Regions from separate parts of the Mus musculus genome. Here region 2 is linked to region 1. A link is a contact called in public Hi-C data. All regions are on one chromosome and are shown on one strand. The core of a region is the stretch at or near the end of the contact, and the rest is flanking DNA. Distances in the headings are between cores, read along the strand shown.

Region 1 (6,259 bases), core at 2,593-5,092:
ACCACCACACAGCCCGAAGTTTGATGCATCTGAAACAGATGTTTTCTGATGCTGTCCACCATGGACTGAGTATCCCACAGGCAGGCATCTGTATGCCTCTTGTGTCCTATGGTGACTGGGGTCTATCGGCTAACCACAGTGACATTAGTATGGCTCTCATCTGTAGGTTTTCTCCTGTTAAGTTTCTCTTTTTTAACTATTTCTAACTGTATCACTTGTCTTGTCTTTCCCACAACACTTTTCCCAGCATGAATTCGAATTTCCCAAATAAACACAGCAGGTTATTAGGGTAAACTCTCCTAGCTTCTCAGCTACTCACTCAATGTTGAAACATCTGAACATTGTCTTACTGCAATGGCTCTCAGTCTGTGCATCCTGACTCCATAACAGTCACAAAATGACAATTATGAAGTAGCAATGAAAGTTATACTTTACGGTTGGGGGTCACCACAACATGAGGGAATGCATTAGGAAGGCTGAGAACCACTGATTTAAGTATATACTTCAGGTGACTGCTGCTCTCTCCGAAAGACACATTCTGGGGCTTTACAAGTGGGGATCTAAAAGCCTCAGGATGTGTGCTGAAAATTTTAGACATCACTTAGGCTAGCTCAAGCCTTTCATCTTACAAAGCAATAAACAGCCTCAGAGAGGGGAGGAATTTATCCAAGATCCTTACCCAGCAATTTCCCATATTACAAGGTGTGTGGGGTTGCTTTCCGTTTTTAATTTTAGAGACAAGGTCTCCCTATGCAGCCTTCCATTGGCCTCCAGAGTGCTGGGATTATAGGTATGCACCACCACACGCACTGTGTGCAAGCTTATGGGGCTGTTTTCCTTCTAATTGCAGTCTACTTGTTAAACCTAAATAAGTCTACCTATAGCCAGTTTTAAAAGAAAGAGTATTATCTTCCTTCCAAGTATTTAGGAAGCAGTTTTTCTTTTTCGTTATTTCATATTATTTATTTTGGCCACTACATAGTATCTCATTAACTAGTTTTATGAATCTACATAGCATGATGATTTGGTCAGGGATCTGGGTCTCAACCCTACCTCTAACTACTGAGCACCCTTGCCTCTTTGAGCAATTCATTTTGGTCTCCTTTTTTATGTGCAGGATAATGAATAAGGGAAGAGCCACTGGTGTAGCTGCACGTCTACTACTATGTGGGTTTCTTTTCCTTCCACCCTTCTCCACCCCTATTCCACCCTCCCAACTCCCCAACAATAGGTAGGAGAGGAAGAAGGCTAGAGGGGAAAGGGGGTGGTGATGTCATTAGACTTCTTGCTGATTGGGGCGTTAATCTTTGCTGTCAGGATATCCAATGTCTTCTTCTGGTCTCTGCACAGGACCACTTGACAAACTGCAACAAAGAGCAACAACAACCACCACCAACCAGTAGTAGCAACCAGCAGCAGGAGGAGAAAGAAGGAGCAGGAAGAGGAGGAGCAGGAGGAGGAGGGGGAGAGGAGGAGTAGCAGGGATGGGAGGAGGAAGAGGAGCAGTAGCCACAGCAGCCGCTGCAACCATGCCTGCCTACCTCCAGGTTCTAACAGTTATATACCCTTTCAAGAGTCCCCAGAATTCCAAATGTCACATGTTTGCAGAAACTATCCACAGCTGGCAAAATCACACCCCTGCTAGAGCATGAGACAACTGAGCTGCTGCTGACAATCTAAAGCAGTCCCCCATGCCACACCTGGGATTAAAACAAAAACATATTCCTATAATATTTCTGTGGATGGGGGGAGGGTGTTGGTTGGGTTTTTTTGTTTGGTTGGGTTTTTTTGTTGTTGTTGTTTTTTTCCCAGAGAAACCAAATTTCTCACTACACACTGATTCTCTGCTTTCTTCTAATCCTTTGAAGAGGTAATGAGCTTCAAAGTTCTCATGGGCATTATAGGTTTGCTTGCTCATGACAAAGCTGCACAGACTGAAATACTACGTCTGACTGGAAATCACACTGGGTTATCTGACTGACACATACTTCAACTAAAAAAACAAAAAAACAAAACAACAACAACAACAAAAAACCCAACTTTTTGTTTGTTTGAAAAGACATCTTTGGCCTCATGGGGGAACTTTGGAAACAATGAAGAACAGAGACGGGATGAAGAGAAGAAACAGCAAGTTTGGCACAAAGAAAAAGCAAATTCATAGAAATAAGAAAGTCAAACTCACTCCAAGCAACGATAAACTCCTGACTCATGAAAGCATCCAGATATTTTCCTCTACATCAAAGCTTAATTTTTGCTATTTATACTTCATCAAACATAAAACAGGCACCCAGAATTGAGTTATAAAGTGCATTTTCTTTACATTTCTATTAAACACCCAACAAATATTAGAAAACTTAAAAAGAGCGATCCTTCTAGGAGCTTTAAACTCCAGATGCAACACAATAGCTCACCCAGCCAGTCTCATGTGGCGCATTTAAAAGGGTATTAGCAGGGATTACATTCCACTTTCAATCCACAGGGACTAAAATCTTAAGGCACTGCCAAGTGCTGCCTCACTGTCTTAGCAAAGAGAAAATCTACCAAAGAGAAGGGCTGAGGAGCTGCGGGCTCTATGGCCAGCACAGTCCTTTGCATGTAACTGAAGCTCGCCTACGTCAGCTGAGTCTACACTATATGCTAACTTATCCTAAAAATTTGCGTGTCCCTGTCATCAAAAACCTTGAAATCCCAACCTGTAAAATATGGGCAGTTTGGGTAAATAGAAAGCCTCTTTAGAAGATTATTATTATGAGCCAAAGACTTATCTTGTCTTGAGAACACTTCAAAGGGTCAGTTAGCTATTCCCATTCGGTTCTTGAGCAGACTTAGAGACCAGAGGTGCAATTGATTCCCGACCTTACATTTAAGCTTTAGAAGCTCAGATTCCAATACATTATCTGCAAAGGCCGCACTGTAGAATGCCACATTTTCATCCACATCATGGAGGTCGGGAAGAGACAGGGATTTAGTTCTAAATTACACTTCTGCCACTAAAGGCGTTTCTAGTTCCAAGAACACTTCTCTGCAAACGTCCACCTGCAGAGCATAGGTGGGCACCACCAACACGAATCGTGGTTTTCTCGGTTAGTTTGTGGTGTTGGTATCAGAATCCTTTGGGGTTGGGCTTTAACATCTATACACACCTCTCTTCCCTGCTCCCCAAGATGACTGGGTAGTGGTAGCCCTGGATATTGACAGAAATGTACCCTCAAGCGGACAGGAGCAGAAAGGCTGTCAGCTCCCACTTGACTTCCAAGACAACTTCTCCGTGAATGCTTGTTTCCTCCCCAGCGCTCACGGTTGACAGGAACGGCTACGTGTAGGTCCTGTGTGATGTGCGCGGCCTGCACCGGCCGGTCTCGAGGGCGGAGGCCGCCGCAGTGTGGCCCGCGGGGCTGGCACAACTGCGCAGAGCTCGGGTACCGCTGCCCAGCACGGGCGGCCGAGGCCGGTTGCTCCTGACCGGGAGCTACTTCCTGCTCAGAGCTGCGCGCCTCCCACGCCCCCCTCTGCAGCTCCTGCTGCACCGCGACCGGCTGGGTGGACGTCCCGGGGCGTCACGCACGACGCTCTGGAACCCCGCCACGGCGGGGACCAGGCCCGGGCCTGAGGCGCCGCGCCCAGCCGCTGTCCTGCCCGTGCCCTGCCGTCCCGCAGCCCGCCCCGCGTCGCCCGCACCTGTCGCGCCCCGACCGAGCTCACCTCGTCCCGGGGACCCGCGGCCCAAGCCCGCGCCTCTGGGCCCGGCTCCCTCCGCTCCCTCCGCCAGGGCGGCCGCCGCCCACTTTCGGTTTCCCCGCACGGCCTGAGCCGTGGCTTGGGAATCACCTAAAGCCCCGCCCTCTGGGCCACGCCCCGTCGCACCACGCCCCGCCCCTTCGCCGGCCGGCTTAGCTCTGCGCAGACGCAGGCGCTCCGGCCACGGCTGCCCACTTCGAGGTCCGCGTGTGAGAAGGGAAACCGACGCCGCCTAGCGGTTTCTGCGCGTGCGCACGCCGTCCTGACGCTCGGGGTGTGGATTTATTTCTCTTTCCACAAAGTTCGTTCTCTTCAGCATCTCAATACTTCTTTTCATCTTCTAGACAGTCTGTCTTTAGCTGTCTTCTAGGTCACTCTTTGGAGGAGGGGGACTATATTAAAATGCTTTGCCACATACCCTTCACGCGTGTGTAACAACGCTGCTTTCATCCACTGCTCTAAAACTAAAGCTGTTTGAGGGCAGAGATCCTAGAACACTGCCCAGTATATAATAAGCATAAAATAAATACTTATCAAATTCTTTAATTCATTCAAAACACGTTGAATAGCTGCTATTTATTCACTCCACGGTAATTCCACTAACATTTATTTAATGCTGGATTGCTTTAACCCGTTGTGAAAACTTGGCATCATTCTGTATATTTTTGCTGAAAGCCTGCTGCTGCTTACTCAATCAGCAATTTTTTTTAACAGTTTGAGGTACACTTGCCATACTATAAGCTGCACGATTCAAATGTACACTTTCATGTGTTTGGTATGCATACAACAGAGAAACAATCACAGATAGTAACATGAGGAACATAGCCACACCCTCAAAGTTCTCTCTCTTTCTATAATGTTTGCCTCATTCCCTACCGTTTAGTCCTGTAAGTGCCCACTTACTTACTATAGAGCTCTTGCTTTTTCTGGAGTTTTATATAAATATAATTATTTCATATGTATTGTCATTAAGGGGGAGGATCTGGCTTTCTTCACTCATCAGAATTCTATTGAGACTCTTCTGTGTCGTTGCATACACTAGTACTTTATAACCTTGGCTCCCTGAGTTTCCACTCCCTGGTATTGACCCAAGAGAAAGGAAAGGGCTTATTCATCACAGACCCGTACAAGGATGTTTAAATCAGCCTTGCTTGCAATACTTAAAGACACAGAGATAGCATAAACATCCTTCAGTGGGTGAGCAGACAATTAACTGTTACAGACTCAATACCTGCTGACAAATAGCAACAGTGTATAGGGCCTATAAACCTTGTGCTTAAGGAACTTTGCATTCATTGGGAAGCTGCAGTAGGCGATGAATAGACTGGAAGGAGATCGTGAAAAGCCGGATATCCTGTGCTCAGTAGGTTCTGTCTTAAGGCTTTGACCAGGGGTGTTCTTTGAACACTGTTCTCTTTCATAATCTCACATCTGGTCCCTGCCTAAAGCTGCCGAAGTGTCTCTGAAACAGAATTCTCTACATTGCCTTGATTCTATTTCAGTCTGTTTCAGATGTCTTTCTCCCTGCCCTGTCCGCTAAACTAAACATGACAGTGGCTTCCAGAGACCTAGAATAAAGCCAGCTCTTTATTTGGACTCTGTAATAATACTCTGACATGCCCTGGCTCCACATTCTGATGGAGGGAAGGGTAAAAACAGCATCAGTGAACTGAGAGGATGGCTGTGGGGATAGGGAATTAGGCAATACTGAATTCTGTATATAAAATAAATCATGAAACAATGTGCATGAACCCTAAGTCTGAGGTCCTTTATGCTTATAGATATGTCCCCCCCTTTGCTGTATCCGATATACAAAGAAAAGTCATGTGCTGCAGCTAGTTTTCCATAACCAGCTTTATTTACGAATAGTTGCCACAAGCAAATATTTTTAAGTACGGCAGTCTGATGAGTTTTAACAAATGTATCCAGTTGCGCAACAACCATCACAATCAAGATGCATAACTAGTTTTATTTGTAGAAGTTCCCTGAGCCTTCTACCTAGCCCTGTTCCCTCCCTCTTCCCACCACTCCTGGCAGCTGGGTGAGAGTTCAGTCCCCTCAGCTTTGTTTTCTCAGGAGCACCATATGTAGGGAACCGCAGGATGTGCAGCCTTTGTGCCTGGGTTTTCACTTAGTGTAATGCGTTCGTGACTCATTCCTGTTGAGCTTATCAATAGTTACTTCCTGTTGATGGCTGTCACTGTATGGCTATGCACAACTAGTTTATTCCTCGAATTTAGTGTGCATTTTTGTTGTTTCTAGTCTGGGGGGGGGGGCCTGTTCTGGTCCAAGCACCTATAAATAACCATTGTGTAGTCAAATGGTTTTCTCACATACATACCAGGGAATAGAATTAATGTCAGGATGTAGGAGAAATGTATTGTTGATTGTATATATTTATGGATATGAGTATATGCTTATGTGTATTTAACCATAGATAATGTATAATTATATGCATAATTACATGTGAATGTCAAAGTGCAATCTTAAGTGGCCACATCTCTTTGTACTCCCATTTTTA
Region 2 (6,185 bases), core at 27-2,526, 120 kb before region 1:
AACTTTGATGTTCCTGGCTCAGCCTCCTAAAGAGCTGACATTACAAAGCCTGTTTATTTAAAACTCAAACTCAACTGGATAATCTATATTTTGTTTAACCATCCTATCTCTACAACGTCAAGATTTGATGCAACTCTTTCTCCTCTAGGGAGCCTTCTTAGATTCCTCCCCCTTTCTCTCAGTACCCAGTATTCTTTTTGTTTGTTTGTTTGTTTTTGTTGTTGTTTTTTTCAAGACAGGGTTTCTCTGGATTGCCCTGGCTGTCCTGGAACTCACTCTGTAGACCAGGCTGGCCTCGAATTTAGAAATCCGCCTGCCTCTGCCTCCCGAGTGCCGGGATTAAAGGCGTGCACCACCACGCCCAGCTCCCAGTATTCTTTCTATGCCACAGTGAACCTCAGTACGAAGGTGGTGCCAGGACACCTTTTTTTTTATGCTTTCTCTGCTGGGCTGTGGGCTTCCAGAGGTCAGGGGGGGATATTACTACTCTTCAATCTCCCCTGGACTATAGTAGGCATTTGGTAAATAGTTGGTGATTTGCTTTCTAATTTCCATTTCAGTAGATAAGTTTTTTAGGTAGAGGGATAATAGGACAGGCATTAAAGAAGACATAGGAGTTCAAGTTCTGGTCCTCACTATGTCCTCCTCTGTGCCATCCTCTGTCTGACCTCCTGTGTCCAGCCAGCGTGATTTAAGACCCCAATCACAGCTACATATGCAGACCATCTGGAGGGCTCTAAAACAGTGTCACTGTTACGGACTGAGGGTTACAACTTCTTTGGATTGCTTTTTTCTTCTCTCTTCTCTCCTCCTCTCTCTCTCTCTCTCTCTCTCTCTCTCTCTCTCTCTCTCTCTCTCTCTCTCTCTCTCTCTGTGTGTTGCTATATAGCCCAGGCTGACTTTGAACTCACGATTCTCCTGCCTCAACCTCTCAAGTGTTGGGATTACAGCCATGCCCAACTATGCCTGGTTCCTTGAGGTGATTTTGGTGCCCCAATGGAAACTGAGAACCAGAAGACGAGATGATCTCAAAGTCCCTTCTGCTTCTCTCCCCTAGGAATCTTCTCAGCTAAAATTAGCCTCGCCGGCTCATCACCGTGGAGGGCTGGGGAGAGAGAGAGAGAGAGAGAGAGAGAGAGAGAGAGAGAGAGAGAGAGAGAGAGAGAGAGAGGCAGCTGTTGCCTTTCCAGCTCTCGAGGTTTTAATTTAGGCTTTGTCCCTGTGGGCTGAGGGAGCAGCGGGGGCTGAGTCAGCAGGTGAGTCATAGCTCCTCCTCAAGGCAATCTTCCAGGGAGGTGCTCCTGCCTACCCCACCCCCACAGCAGAGCTCAGGTTTGCCTAGGTTGGGATCATATGAAATATACTACTTTTTTTTTTATGTCTGTTTTTGACTGAGAGCACACACAGAGAGGTCAGGGAATAAATAAATAAGAGTGCAAAATATAGTTGGTGCTTGGGCTCCAGCATCCTGTGAAGGGATTAGACAGAGGCACAGAAGTGTGTGAGGGGACTAGGAGCAAAGAGGCGTGGGTTGTTACTACTTTTTTTGGTGACCTTGTAGAGGTCATTTCCTCTTTGGGATCCCTGGGTTTCGAATCCACAAAACAGTGTGTGCTTGAACGCCTAACTCTCACCTTCCCGAGGGACTTGGCAGTGGCTCAGCGATTCTTACATTTTTAGCCTTCTTCTGAGTTCTAGAATAAGCATTCTGGGGACTGTCAACCACCCTCCCACACCTACCGGGGACATGGTTTGATAGGTGACTCCGCAGAGATGCTCCTAGTATAGAAGGCAAAAAGTACTGTGTCTACTGGACCACCAAGAGCTCTAATGTCTAAAAGAGCCCCTCACCTGGAGAATTCTGGGACTAAGAGCATATTTGGAGAGATGGTTTTTACGTGCTGATAGCGGGCTGAAGAAGGAAGGGCACCACTTGGCAGATCATAGGAAATTTGGGTTCCTGAAAGGAAGGAAAAGTGGGGGCGGGGAGAGCCTGGCTCAAAATCGTCATTACTAGCCTAGTGGCCCTAGGAACACAGCGTGGCTTTCTCTCTGGCTTGTTTTTGTGCCCCCAGGAGCGTTCGATGCAAAGGAAACCCTGATGTCTTCTGTTGCTTCCTTCTTTGTAGGTCTCAGCCGATTGTTAGCACCAAGGAACTTGACTTTTTTTTCTCCTTTCCGCCCCCCCCCCTTTTTTTTTTTTTTGTAGATCTTCCTCAAAACTCGAAAAGGACTATTTTTGAACTCTTAAAAAAGAACATTGAGTTCAGTTTCCTCTCTCTGTCTTGGCAGGGCTCCTTCCGTTTGTGAGTCCACTCAGAATGCAGTGTGATCAGTGTACACACCCTCGGCTTCTCCAGCTGTTGGGGGCTCGCGCCACCCTGGGTGGAGTGGGGGCTGAGAGCTGTGTTCTCACATCCTAGGTACTGGCACTGAAGCTGGCTCTGGCCCGGAACCCGGGAGCTGGCAAACTGTTCCAAGGCGAGGCACATTCCTTGACAGTCTCAGAATCAGAGCATGGGTGCTTAGAGACATGGAAGCCACCAACGACCTGAGGGCAGCCCATTAAGGCCTGGCCCATTGTCTTTGGGAGGTGGGTGCTCCCTGCAAAGGGTGGGAAGGGTGGGTCTCCTTCCCTCATTCCTGTCCTAATGCAAGGGTCTCTAAAACCCAGCTGGGACAAAATCCTTGAGTGAGTCTAGGAGACGTTGCTAATCTCAAGAGTTTGAAGCTGGCTCCCAACGTCCGGTAAGCTAAAGTCATACATAGGCCACAGGTCAAGACCTTTGCATTGCCAGAGTCTGCTCTGCATTGCAGAACTCACATTTCAGAAGTCACATATTTCTGACCTGTCCTACTCTTGGGCCCCTAAAGGCAGAGAATGGAATCCATTAGTCCTAGCAGATGGGTGTTCCATAATGTATATCAACTCAATGAGTTAGTGCGTGGACTGTCAACCATGTACCTCTCTTGTGTGACCTCTTGGTCAGTGCATCGCATGTTCTGTGGCTTCCGACAGGCTCCTGACATCTCCAGGTACTGAGGCTCCTATGTAAGCACCTTCCTGACCTGGATGGAAGCTCTCACTGTGCCGGAATGTCCCACCTGAAGCTTCCTCTCCCCTAACATGCTGTCCCTAGATCACCCTCACTTGTTTGACTTTGTCTTCCATGTCTATTTCCTGTGACCCTATCATTTAATCCAAGCGCCTCTCTTGCCCTCTTCCTGTCCCACTCACAGTGGCACTCTTACTCACTCATTCCATGTCTCACTGGCCTGTGTAGCGCTGCTCCGTGAGGACAGAGTGGTTTCCTCAGCACCTTAATTTTGTTTTCATGAGCACCAAGTCCACAGCTGGGTACACAGTGGGTAGGAAAGCTGGGTAACTGGGACCGTATGTGAGGGACCTAGTGAAGACTTGGTTCGTGGAAACATCTTATGGAGAGAACATGGAGACCAGAGGCAGCCTGCAGACCCCTCACCTCTCTCTCTGGGCTTTAGAGTCTATCTATCCCTTCCTGGGCAAACTGTCGCCTTCTGGTGGGCTGACCACACCAATGCCTCTGTCGATCCAGGACAGCTTGCTTCCAACTGCCTGGTTCTGCTTTTTTACCCAAGGCCAAAAGCCTGGCATCATCTCAGCCCCTTGACTCTCTCCCAGCACTAGGGACAGCTGGTGTCTTGGTGTAAAATGGGGACAATAATAGAATTTACTTCATAGGATTTGTCACGGTCAACAAATCCAGTGCTATGGTAGAGAGCTGCTTACACAGCACCTGGGACACATTTGTCACTTAGCAAATGTTCCACTGCCACCTTGTAATGGCTGAAGCGGAATGATAGGCACTGAAGGACAGTCAGTTAACTCGGGTGGACACACAGCCTCCCGATCCTTCCCCGCCATCGCAGGGGCCTGGGATCTTAGACAGATCCTAACAGTCTGCCAAGAACAACAAGGAAAATGTTTTCAAGAGTGGCTGCAGACGCTCAGCTCAGCTGAGGGCTGCTCTGCTGTGGCTCATGCTGGGGCAGGAGCCTGCTCTGACAGTGGTCATTTACTAATCCCGCATGCCCTAATGAGGATAATGTTGTTATGCAGGGACTCGGAGGAGGCCCCAGATAAATACAGCTCCTGGAGAGTAAATAGAGACTGGCAGGGCAAGGTATCTACTCTCTCAGTTGCACAGATTAACCAGAAGTCAAGGGACATGATGGGGAAGGTAGGTGGTTGAAGTATAACAGGCACACTGAAGGATCTGGTATGGCTCTGTTGGCATCTTCCATGACCCACTGAGCCTTGTGAGGCAAACCTGGCTTCTGAGAGGCATGGCTGGGTTCCTGTTGTGACCAGTTGTCCCTTCACTGCTGCTTAAGAGTGACAACCATTCTCTGGATCCTGCCACCTTTGTCCTTCACAGTTTCTTTCTGTTGAGGAAAGGGCTGTCTGGACTAAGAGGCTACCTGCCTGCTCTGTCTGATCTCTCCTCGGGTCCCTGTGACCTGGCTTTCACTGCCACCACCCACGATCACCCGTCCACAGTTTAAATCACTGCCCAGCAGCGCTGCTCACAGAGGAAAGCCCCTCCTCCCACCTCCATGCCACCGAGAGCCACGCATAGCACCCCGAGAGGCTGGCAGACTGGGTGCAGCTTTGTCTGGCCTGGGCTTCAGCTCTGCGGTCTCGGGCAGCCTGAAACCCTTTCTGCCTTCTTGGCTCTCTTACAGTCAGTCTGCCTGGCTTCTCACAGTCCTTTGTTCCTTTGCCCACATGTGACTGGCTGATGGGCCCCATGCTAGGCCTGCCTCACTCCATTCCTGAACCCAGACTCTGCTTGCCTTGTGTTCTTCCTGAGGCCTGGCCTCTCTGACCATGTCCAGGTGAGACCTCCTATAGAAAGCTAGGCTATCATGCATGGCTACTTCCATCTGGGTGGCCCATGGAAACTCAGATGGTATGGGTCCCAAACGGAAAACAGTATTTCCTCCACTGCCTCCTCCTTTACTGAAGACACAGAACCCACTGGGTCTCTGGGGCCAACCTGCCTTTCTCCCTACAGTATACCACTCCCAGCTCACCTCTGTCATCCCTCCCCTCTCCTATGCCACTGGTCTGCAGTAATTCCCACATACCACCCACTTACTGAGCCAGGGCACAGTGAGGGCAGAGGCAGGTAGGGTGACAGCTACAGCCTGTAGTGAACCTCAGAGAGATTGGGGTGCAGGGTGCGTGGATCAGGGGCTCAGCTGTGGTGGCAGAGAGTCTGCAGTAGTAGACTACACTCGGGCTTGCCTGGGAAGATGGGAAGGAAGATCTCATGAGTGTGGAGAGGACAAATAAGAGGCGTGGGCGTGTCACTCTACAGGCACAGCTGTGTGTGCTCCAAGCCTTATATGAGGTGACTCGGGTAGAATTTGGTGGGAATGTCTAGGAAAGGACTCTCACCCTGTCCCTCCCTAGGCTACAGTCCCATTCCTCTGGGGAGTGGTCTCACGGTAACAACAGGTGGTTTTGTGACCAGGTGTGTTTGAATGGTTTTATATATATATATGATGTATATGTACATGTGCATGCACACACATACATACATAAATAGATATTCTCCCGTGATGTCTCTTACCTGCGATGTCACACAGTTCTGCATCCGAGGCATTTGCTAGGGCCTCCTCCAGTTCTGGCTCCAGTGTCACACTCTCCAGCACGGGATCCATTGGCTTCTGCTTGGGGACCCAGACCTTTCCTGCAAACACACAGGGTGTCCATCAGGGTGTGTGGCCACTGTGGGGCCTGCAATCCCTTTCACCAAAGGTTCCGATATGAGAGCGAATAAACCAGATAAAATGCACCCAGATTATTAAGGGATAGAAGTGAGCAGAGTGCAACCTAGCTTCGTGGAACCTTCTATTCTTAAAGGGCCATGCTTAAACGTGGGCCAGGGAGGCACAGGGCAGCTATGTATCCACAAGTAGAGACTGTTGAAGAAGCCTGTACCAAGGAATTCCAGAAGTTATTACAAAAGATTACTCCTGAAAAAAAAAAAAAAAGATTACTCCATGTCGAAGAGTGCCCACGGCTCTTGCAGAGGACCCACGTTCATTCTTAGCACCCACGTCCCGCAAATCAAAACCGCCCGGAACTCCAGTCCAGGGGACCCAATGCCCTATTCCGGTTTCTGTGGACACCCAAA

What was found. A called contact is a pair of places that touch in the nucleus more often than the background predicts.
Region 2: a contact with region 1 is called in a Hi-C map of muscle stem cells, with 2.3 times the contacts expected there. The contact joins the enhancer-like site here to the promoter of Tdrd7 in region 1. A contact is called at or near these places in 9 of 39 promoter capture datasets (the 3T3-L1 cell line, 3T3-L1-derived adipocytes, the HPC-7 cell line and 6 more), 3 of 484 Hi-C or Micro-C datasets (cortical neurons, muscle stem cells and peritoneal macrophages), 3 of 115 datasets of contacts at active chromatin or transcription factors (T-cell acute lymphoblastic leukemia, bone marrow-derived macrophages and pancreatic cancer cells) and 3 of 9 other capture datasets (adipose tissue, liver and macrophages).

Annotation. Positions count from the first base shown.
Region 1 is chr4:45,969,880-45,976,138 of GRCm38.p6, reverse strand. Tdrd7 (tudor domain containing 7) reads right to left here and starts at 3,842. Exons shown (of 17, transcript NM_146142.2): 1 at 3,703-3,842.
Region 2 is chr4:46,083,097-46,089,281 of GRCm38.p6, reverse strand. It overlaps Tmod1 (tropomodulin 1), which reads right to left. Exons shown (of 10, transcript NM_021883.2): 4 at 5,619-5,738. Among named protein-coding and RNA genes, the nearest start is that of Gm52729, 9.2 kb to the right of the region's middle. Within about 2 kb of position 1,276, at least 80 of the 459 cell types and tissues checked have an H3K27ac peak or open chromatin away from gene starts, as enhancers often do. A contact at or near this core is called in adipose tissue, bone marrow-derived macrophages, cortical neurons and 4 more, where this site is marked.